Linked DNA regions of Drosophila melanogaster: region 2 is linked to region 1. A link is a contact called in public Hi-C data. All regions are on one chromosome and are shown on one strand. The core of a region is the stretch at or near the end of the contact, and the rest is flanking DNA. Distances in the headings are between cores, read along the strand shown. Region 1 holds the start of CG2124. Region 2 holds the start of Tango5 (Transport and Golgi organization 5).

Evidence for each region. Hi-C and Micro-C count contacts between places; a contact is called where the count stands out from the background.
Region 2: a Hi-C map of the Kc167 cell line shows a contact between it and region 1, with 4 times the contacts expected there. The contact joins the promoter of Tango5 here to the promoter of CG2124 in region 1. A contact is called at or near these places in 1 of 1 datasets of contacts at CTCF or cohesin (the Kc167 cell line), 11 of 107 Hi-C or Micro-C datasets (the D17-c3 cell line, the Kc167 cell line, the S2 cell line and 4 more) and 2 of 6 datasets of contacts at active chromatin or transcription factors (both in the Kc167 cell line).

Annotation. Positions count from the first base shown.
Region 1 is chrX:10,593,022-10,597,989 of dm6, forward strand. CG2124 reads left to right here and starts at 3,101. Exons shown (of 2, transcript NM_132410.3): 1 at 3,101-4,968. The coding sequence starts at 3,229. Hmr (Hybrid male rescue) reads right to left here and starts at 2,834. Exons shown (of 5, transcript NM_132409.3): 1 at 2,523-2,834; 2 at 1-2,456. The coding sequence starts at 2,571.
Region 2 is chrX:10,761,409-10,766,376 of dm6, forward strand. Tango5 (Transport and Golgi organization 5) reads right to left here and starts at 3,005. Exons shown (of 5, transcript NM_001298157.1): 1 at 2,762-3,005; 2 at 507-1,026; 3 at 170-451; 4 at 1-101. The coding sequence starts at 1,003. It overlaps Atg8a (Autophagy-related 8a), which reads right to left. Exons shown (of 3, transcript NM_167245.3): 2 at 4,197-4,394; 3 at 3,470-4,127. The coding sequence ends at 4,050.

The DNA.
Region 1 (4,968 bases), core at 1,851-4,350:
TACTGTCGGCAATTTGGCTGGTCTGACCACTGGTGCTGATATTGCTGCTCCCACAGCTTTAGCCTGGCTTGCTAATGTGCCCTGTATTGTGGCATATGAGTCAGATGCAGCTTGTGTTGCAGATGTAGGAAATAATGGTGTTTTTCGTATGACTCGAGTTGTTTGTCCAGTGGCGATTGGTGGCGTAGTTACAGGCAGCTCAGTTGCTGGTTCTGTTGCAGGTTTGGCCATCCTGGTTGCTGCTGTAGGTAGTACTGCTACCGGTACGATTGGTTGATATTTTTTGGGGTTTACTAATGTTGTTGCTGGCAATTTGGGCTTTGGTGGTATTATTTTTGCTCTCGCTGGTTCCGCAGTTGCTACAATAGGAGCAGCTGCAGGCGAAGATGTGGTTAATAGTGATCTTATTGGCTTACTGAACGGAGCGCTATTGCTTTTGCCATCCCAAGCGCTTTTCAGTCCCGGCTGGTGTATTCGTACCATTGGAGCCGCAGTGGGTGTTGGCAGATTGCTTTTAGCTGTAATATTCGATGTTGTTATTGGTACAAAATTTGGCAGTGTTTGTTGCGGAGCTGGTGAACGTATTTGCGATGGATTTTGTGGCCTAAGCAGTTCACCCAGTGTCGACATTGGCCCTCCGGATACCCTGTCTTGAGTTTGAGCTGGATTGGTTGGATTCGTTGTTCGAATTACAGTGCGGGGGACTACAGGTGCCATTTGCGGTCTACTGGCCATTTGAGGCTTCGTATGGAGCTTAACCTGTAAGCCAGGACCCTGCGTTATCTGTGGACGCACTTCAGGCGGCTTTGCGTTTGGGCCCGCCATCTGATTGGTGGTGGCGATGGGGGACACGCCCGTTCCCATAGTCGCCGCCGGCTTGGGCAAAATTCGTACGTTGGGCACAAACTTTAGGGGTATCATATATCCCGAGCCCACACTGATGGCGGACGTGATTTTGGGAATCACAAACTTGGGAAGAGCTTGATCGGGCGATACACTCGAACTGACGCTGTTCGTTGCGGCGGCGGCGGTGGATGTGTTGTTAATGACTGGGCCAGAGGACCTCCTAACATTGGTGAAGGTGGGGCCAATGCTTGTGGCAGTGCTTGCACTGTTGGTCATGCTCGTGCTGCTGCCTTTTGAGGTGGACGGATAGACAATAGCCAATGGCATACGTACCGGCACCGGTGTTTTGGCCGGAGGCTCCCCCGCCACTGGTATGGCGCCGTTGGCTGTCCGCTTTAGTGCGGGACGGGCCGTGGAACGAGAGGTAACTGGCGTTAAGGCCAGACCCATGGAGCCCTCAAAGAACCACTTGTCCTGCAGCTGATAGCCGGATGAGCGCACGGCCTGCAATTCGTGGTAAAAGGCGCGCAGCACCAGCCAGGTGACCTCGCAGTGCTCGTGACTACACATCACTTCCATGCCGACCTTCTGCCAGAATTCGTCGTAGCGCGGCGGTTTCACCTTGTTGTGCAGGGAGTCCTCCGTCAGCTGAACTAGTTCTGGCATGTTGCGCATCGTGGTGATCAGCGCCATCACAGTGTGGAAATTCTCAATGGGCTCGTGCCAACCGTTTTGCAGGTACTTGGAAGACTTGCATACGGTGCCGCGCATGCGCTGTACGTGCGGTTCCATGAAGTCCATCAACCGACACAGCTCCGAAGTGCCGATATGACGTGGGCGATGGATTAACTCCCATTCGTAGCGAGTCTGCAGCTTTAGCCAGCACTTCATCAGCTTGGTGGCTTTGTCATGGACTTCGTTTGAAATGGCACTCCAGATTAGAAAGCGATGTCGTGTGTTCTGATAGCCCGTGCACGTGCTATCGTACAGAAGGGGATAGGCACTGACTGCCTCTATGAGGCGACGCTGTAACCTGTTGCAACGGTAGTTATAGGTGGGGTCCTCCTCGACATCCAAATCTATGATGTCCATTGGCGGATTCTCTATGACCTCCACATCGGGCCGGGTTTCGCTCTCATCCACATGCTCTTTTTCAAGAATCTCTGTCGGAATCTTGTCGACAATCAGTGGGAATCTGGCCACATGGGTATACATGAAGCGCATCTCTTCCTCGTATTCCATGCAAGGACGCCAACGCAGGGCCGCCCGATCTTTTTGGATGGCACTGCGATGAAAGTTTCTTAGACGACGAACATGGCGCTGATATTTATATCGCAGCGCCGACCAGGATCTCTTGCAGTTGGTCGCATTCGTTGCCAGGCGGCTGGCGATTTTTTTCCATTGTTTCTCCCTTTGAGCGACGTCGCGGAATTTCGGATGCCGGGCGTCATACAATAGCGGCTGGCGGCGTACCAAAGCGATGAGCAGCCTCTCTGCCCTATAGGTTTGCAGAATGCCGCCATCCCGAGATCCCGGATAAGTGCATCTGCTGAACGGATTTGGGGCCTTATCGTCATCCACGCCATTCGTCTTCTGACCAATTGTGTCAGCTTTGAGGAAAAAAAAAAACGGAAGTTAGTTGAACGGCTGACCAGGTGACCAACTGTCGGACTTACAAACAATTATCTGGCAATCATTTTCAATGGCAACAGGCTCCTCCTCCATGTCCTAGACACCTGATAGCTCCAATCTTGACCTACGCGCGCCTTTCCCCCACACAAGCCGTCGAGAATTCTCGGAACGGAGAAACCGGTGGGCAATCCGATGGAACCACTGCTTCACTCTTCACTCTTTTGTAGCATAAAATCACTCGGAAATAGTTTGGGAACAACTTGCAACTACAGGATTATTAAGTGCAAGCGTATCTACGTAAATATATCTACGTAAATAAGGTTTCTTGCGACGCCAGATAGTCGGCGGTTGCAAACGCAAAATGGTTAAAGAGCGTTATCGACCACGGATACCGTTATCGAAACATTCGATTAATATTTGAGTGTGAAATAGAATTGTATAGCTAAATATTTTTGTTTGTGTTAAGTTAAACAAAAATAAGTTGAAAAAACACGTTACAATTTGTAAAGCTACATTCTAGTAGCTACCCATTTGGATATCAGTGGAGTTATCGATAGCAGCCAAGCGCTGAGAGCAGAATATTTCGTTAAGTTCTCCCACTTGCGAGCACTCCAATTTCTTCGTTCTGGCAACGCTGCTTACCAGTCAGCTGTTTAGCCGGCAGGTTTTTCAACGAATGTTTTCATAACGCGTTTTCCATTCAAATTCAATTGAATTGAATTAATTTACAACCAAATATCGCTCTAAAACATGTGGGCAAGAACAAACTACCTCTGGCGAAGTGTGGGACGTCTGCGCCGCCAAGTATGCACGACGATCGTTTCACCAGCGCGAATATTTGCGGACCGAGAGAATCAGTTCGCCCATGGAATCCTGATGGATTCTCTCAAACCGTATGCAATACTGCGTCCTCGGGACTCCGCCTGGCAGGATTTGCCCGCATCTGAAGGCTTTATGCGGCCACAGCCAGATGCCAGTGCTGCCGATCTCTATGCGGACTTTTTAGGCCTGGTGAGGCACTGTAATCGCATGGAACTGAAGATCAGCGATAGCCGCTACGAAGCCTTTACCCGCTGCTTCTGTGAGCAGCTGCATCGCCTTACGGATGAACAACTTCTTGGATCGCTTAGTGCCTTGGCCGAGCTGCCCGTACCGGAATCGCCCAAAGCCAAGAACTACATGGAGATATGGAATACCCTGGACATCGAGTGCTGTCGCCGCATCGAGCGATGGTCCAGTGAACAATTGCTACTCGTGAGCGATGCCTGGTATCGTCTTGGTCTGGTCAGGATAGGCGAGTACGTGTGGCTGGCGCTGAAAAAGCTCGGCCGCAAGCTGCGAAAGCTGCCGCCAGAACAGCTCGTTCACTCCATGTTCCTGTGCAATCTACTGCGCCGACCCGTCTTCGAGATGTTCGATTTCGAGTTGAATCTGGCCCGCTGCGTGGATCAAATGACGCTGTCCGAATTGGGCGTAATGGCCATGGGCTTCTTTAAGACACAGACGCCTATCAGAAATCCGGAGCTGCTAACGCAACTCTATCAGCGATTAGGCAGCGAGCTGGACACCGTGGAAGACATTGTCCTGGTAGCGCTGCTCAAGGTGCTGCGGTACAGCAGCAAGCTGCCACAAGTGGAGCCGCTAAAGAAGATGTTAAGCGCTCTAGAGTCGCAAGTGGATCGCGTTTCCCTCCTCACGTGCCTGCACATGGCTCTTCTGGGCTGTGAACTGCAAACGTGCAATGATGCACTGGTGGAGCGCATACTGCTGAGATTCGAGCGTGAGTTAGAGACTGCCCGCCTCAAGGATATGGAGCGAATTTGTCTGGTAATGGCCCTTTTCAATATTACAACTAAGTCGGGAGTGGAACGCCGGTTGGCGGAGAGATTGCCCGATTTGCTGCGCCAGCGTATAGAGGAGATACTGCGCCATCCTCGTTGTTTCTCCAACTGCCTTCAGTTTCTCACAATGCGTGGTGTTTACGATCTTGAGCTTTTGGGCGTGGCACTGGAGCCGCGTTTCCTGAAGCATGCGTACCCAAGCGGATTGCCCGGGCGTGAGTACTTCCATTTGGATGGGTTCGCACGCCTCCTGGGGCCGGAATACCAGGGAGCACTGGTTACCGAGAAGCAACGACAGCAGATGGGCCGCAATTACACGCAGTACATCCCCGATCGGGACGGACGCTTCAAGCTGAATAATACCGATCGTATTCTAGTGGAAATACGGGATGCGATCACCATGATCCACCGTCCCGTGACCTTCAAGCACATCCTGCCGCAATACGATCGATGCGATGTAGTGTTGTGCTACGACCGCCGGCAACGGAAGGCGTTGTCCATAAATGGTGAGGCCTGTCAGGATTACAGCGGTGAGATTCTCACCCGGAAGCACTTACTGGGTGAGAGAAAGGCTGCGGATGACCAGCTGGTCACAGTGGTTATCGTTATTGCCGGCTGGAACAACGTAATCCGCGATAAGGATCGTTTC
Region 2 (4,968 bases), core at 1,755-4,254, 170 kb after region 1:
CTGTGCCCGCTCCCCAGAGGAAGGCCTCCAGGCGCACCTTGGACATAATGGACCAGATATTTGGCACATGTTTGTCGTACGGCTCCTCGGGACAGATAATACTGTAGGAGTAAGCAAGAACAGGCAGTTAGTTATCAAGCAATGAGGAAGAGAACCTACATGTACTTACTCATCGGGATACGGTGGCTGTGGGAATCGCAGGGAATTGCACTCGTAGGCGGCCAGCGTGACACTGGCTATGTGCGGCCCCAGATAGAGCAGAAACGTGTGCAGTCCGGTGCCCAAGCCCACCGAGGAGAGCACGCCCAGACCCAACCAGTAGACAAAGAACCAGGTGTTCCGGCGCACAAACTCGATGGCCAACTGATGGGGACCGTCTATCTTGTAAATTACGCTAAATACGATGCTTAATACTATCAGAGTGGCCAACAGGAGACGCTGTTGCAGCAATCTGCGAGGAAAGCGTTGGTTAAATGGTTTCAAAATGGGGCTACTTTCGATCCTACCTGGTGCTCCACGTGCGCAGCAAGGTGAACAGCTCGAGGCCGCAGTACTTGGTGGTCTGCAGGGGACGACGCCAGAGGACCAGCTGGCCGCGTTCCAAGCGTTCCCGCTCGCGCTGCTTGTCTTTTTGGTTCTTCTTCGCCTTGCCGCCAGCGGCCAGCAAGGATGTGGCGGATGAGCCGGTCTCCTGCATGCTGCTCCCGCTGAGGGTTTTGCTGTTACTGTTGCTACTGCTGCTGTTGCTGCTCTGCTTGACTTTGCTGACGGGCGATTTCAAAGCGCCTTTTTGGCTGTGGGAGTTGATGTTGGTGATTGTCAGGAGTGGCGACTTTAGACTGCCATTGGCCGCCTGCCGCTTGTGGCTCTTGTTGTTGCTGCTACCGCTGATGCTGTTGCTATTGCCGTTTCCGCCGCCGCCGCCGATGTTGTTGTGACGATTGCTCTGGGCCGCATGGCTACCGCTGCTGCTGGTGGTTTCCTTTTTCGAATGCTGTGACATTTAAGCGGTTGGCTTGCAAGCGGCTGTGTTTTTCACGGTTTTTGCAATGAAAATACAAAATAATAGTGATGTAAATGCCGGCGATTCGAAAAGAATTTATTAATTTTGAACACACGACGGTGACGCGATGTAGGAAATGGAAATGAAACTGAAATTTCAAATCGTCGTAGGCCACTGATAAACTGATAAGCTTCAAATGAGTGATGGTGTAAGGTGTAGAAGCTCTCTCTCTCTCTATATACGTTCCACTCTAAGGTTGCTTCGTCGGGCGTGCCACAACGGGTAATGATAATTTGGAGATCGCTTAGGTAGCCGGTTTTCACTAGCACTGATAAGGGGATAAGTTCCCAACTGATAGTAGGCTAATTTGTAATCCCCAGTTAAGGTGTCAGATTATTTCACAGGGCAAACTAAGAAATAATGGTCTTTAAAAATAATATAAAAATTATGCTACATACGACTTATGTACGTATGTGTCACAGCTTAGAAAAATATGAAAACTATAGTAGTGATAAGAACTAGCAGATATTGCTATTAAACATATACACCGAATTATTCAAGAAATGTAGGAACTCGTCATGATAATCTCAAATAATATAACATAAAAACTGTATTTTTGTAATGAAACTTATTGTTGGGTAATTATATTAATAACTTATATTACTGACTGTTTTATTTTTTTTTTTAACTGGAAGTGTATAAAAGTGTCGGCTGTTTCTCTGTATGTTTTTTTTCTCACTTTTATGCGGGTTAGTTGATAGTTTCCCTCAATTGAATTTGATTTGCGGCGAGAATGGCTTCAATTTTTCGGCAAGTGTGCCTGTGTGTGCGCGTGTTAGTGTGTGTTAGGCGGAAAAGCACAACAACAACAATAACAATAAAGACATTCTGCTGACAGAACGACAGCGATTACAACAACAATTACGAGGGACGTAGCGTGAGATTATCATGCGATACTTGAGCACCAATAAAATGAATCCACATGCGCGTAAAAAAGAGAGACGGCGGTCAGAAAGAGAGGGAGGGAGGGATGTATGGTGGGAGGAAGGGGAGGCGGCACAAGAAGCAGGCGACTTCAGAATCAGAAGCGCAAAACAGAAGCGAAAAACAGGGCCACAAAGCGAACAACAAAAACAAGCTGAGTGGACAATAACACGACTGCTGTCGTTGCTGTTGTTGTTATTGTTTCACTTTCTGGCACTTTTGTTATTATAGCACTCATTTGTTCTTTCGATTTGGTCTAGTCAGCGTGTTTAGCCATAATTCAATAAGCGCTAAGTTCACTTCTCTTTCGCTTTTCTCACTTAAACATTTGAATTTTTGTGTGGCAATCGCTGCAGCTGTTTTTCATAAGCTGGAGTTCAAAAACCCAGGGGGTGGTGGGTTGCTTTTCCGTTGCAACCACCCTCTGACAGCAAGAACAACAAACCAGACGACAAAGCATAAAAATCAATCGCACCCACACAACAGTTATTTCGGGGTTCTCTTCTTTTTTGAACTCTCAATTTTCACTTTGTTACTAATTTCCGTCGTCACGAGTTACAACAGCAACACCACCACCAACAACAACAGAGACACAATCATATGCACAACAACAAAAACACGAATAGCACAGCAAAAACAAACAATTCGCAACAGCTAATAGATTTTCATCTGATGTTTCCTTTCTGCACCTTTCCGAGCTGTTCGGTAACGTGTCCGTTGTTTGTTTAATCCGGCTTTTCAGTGGCCGATCCGACAAGGTGGACTTTAGTTTACCTGCTTCTCTGACAGTTTGGCACGGTGTTTTTACAAAACCTTTTCGGTGAAAAACTGCGAGGCCAACGAACAGTGTTGCCAGATGGTGAAATTGGCTAAAAAATCCACGAAATTCAAACGTGCTCAGTCGTCCGCCAAATGCGTCAAAAATACTAACTACCAAAAATATATCGCAATTTAATCGTACTTATTGTGTGGAGCTGTCCCTTTTTAGCACATGCTCTCCTTATGGCTGACTTGAGATATTGCTTTGCAGCACTTGATGGTGTGACCAGCTGTGTTTTGATGACAGTGCTGCCCATAAAAACGTTTGTGGGCGGCAATTTTGAATGGCTAGCAAAGTGCCTTTGCTGCGATAAGATAAGCAAACAATAAACAAAGTGATTTCTTTTCAATTTAATTTGCACACTTAAACTTTTGCGTTGCGAATGGTATCATAAGTACTACCTTTTACGCCTTCAATTTAAAATAAATAAATGCTTTTGTTACTAATAGCAAAGAATAAAAAAAAACACCCACTCATTGCTAAAGCTCATTTCATTTTTAAAAGATAAGGACTCATTGTTCGGTGAACAAAAGAAAAAGCAGTATAAAATAACTTCTTCCTGTCACTTATCGCTGAATCATCTAAGCGTGATATACGTGATTGCAAACTGAAAACGAAGAACAATCCAAATAAACAAACACCCTTTGCATGTGTATTTTTGTGGTTTTTGTTTATTTAATAATAGATTAATTACCGTACACTTAACCGAGAGAGTCCTATTCGTAACCATACACACTAAATATGCACAGAATTTTGTTGCATCGTGAATAAAAAAAAAAATAGTGAATTCATTGAAATATTAGCAAAGTAACAAAGTAAAGTACAAAGCATTCGCACGGATCAATTACAGCAATGGAAATTAAATGGCCCAGAAAGGGTGTGAATAGATCTGTTTTTTGTGGGGAAAGTTGGTTGGTTGGTTGTTTCGTTAATGGGTAGGACACAAAGCAGAGTTTAATTGAAATACTAACGCGTTTGGAAAATGTATATATATAAAATAATGTTCACATAACAATTGTTTTTGTAGTTTTCGGTTTTTGTGGATTTTTTTTGTTGCCCTGCGTATCAGATCAATTTCAAGTTCTTTTCATGTGGCATTTCCTGCGGTTTTCCTCAATTCGTTTAGCTAACTCGCCGTCCATATTGTAAGCTTGCATGCTAAACACAAAATATATTTTATTTATATATAGATTTCTGTATAGGGGGGGGGCTTCATTCCGATGCATCCCGACCGGAGCAAAGTTAGTTAATTTTGGCCATGCCGTAAACATTCTCATCGGAGTAGGCAATGTACAGGAAATAGTCCTCCTCGTGATGTTCCTATAAAAATACATCGAACGTATGTGATTCGATTGCAAGGCTAATAATAATGGGCATTGTGGTAATTACCTGGTACAGGGAGCCCATGGTAGCCGATGTTGGTGGAATGACGTTGTTCACAAAGAAGAAGAGGGCATCCTCGGGACGCAGGTGGATGCGCTTGCGAATGAGGAAGTAGAACTGACCGACGGTCAGGTCGGAAGGCACCAGGTACTTCTTCTTGTCCAAATCACCGATGCGCGCCTTGGGAGCCTTCTCGACGATGACCTTTGGGTTTAAATAGAAGAAGAAATACAGGAGGTGAGTTGTTGTTGCGGGCTACTTGTGCATGTTAATGTGCGCACATTTCGCACCTGATTACGTGCCCAATAAGGCTCACATATTTGGCTACAAATGGCATTTGCATTGCTGGAAGCAAGTGTGCTCGAATACGTGCTACCTTGGAATATGATAATGCCGAAAACATAAACTATAGTCTTATGAATTCTGATGCTTGCTATCTAGTGTACAAAATACCTTAATATTAATTGAAAACTAATTTGTTTACGAACAACTATACCTGATTGTTATTGGCCTGACTCATATTATATTTAGACAGGAAAATGAGTAATTTCGTAATTTCAGTCAGTAATTTCGTAATGCATTTTGGAATTTCGTAAGTTGGAATGTGTAATTACACACACGTGTGTTTTTGTTCACATATTATTTTTAAGCCAAATTCAATGCATTTTTCAAGGGGTATATGTTTTGTAATATAATTAAGATTTCTAGCACCTGTTTACATTCAAGTTCACCTGTATCATCTGTTTTTTTTTGTTCATTATGCAAAAACACATACACA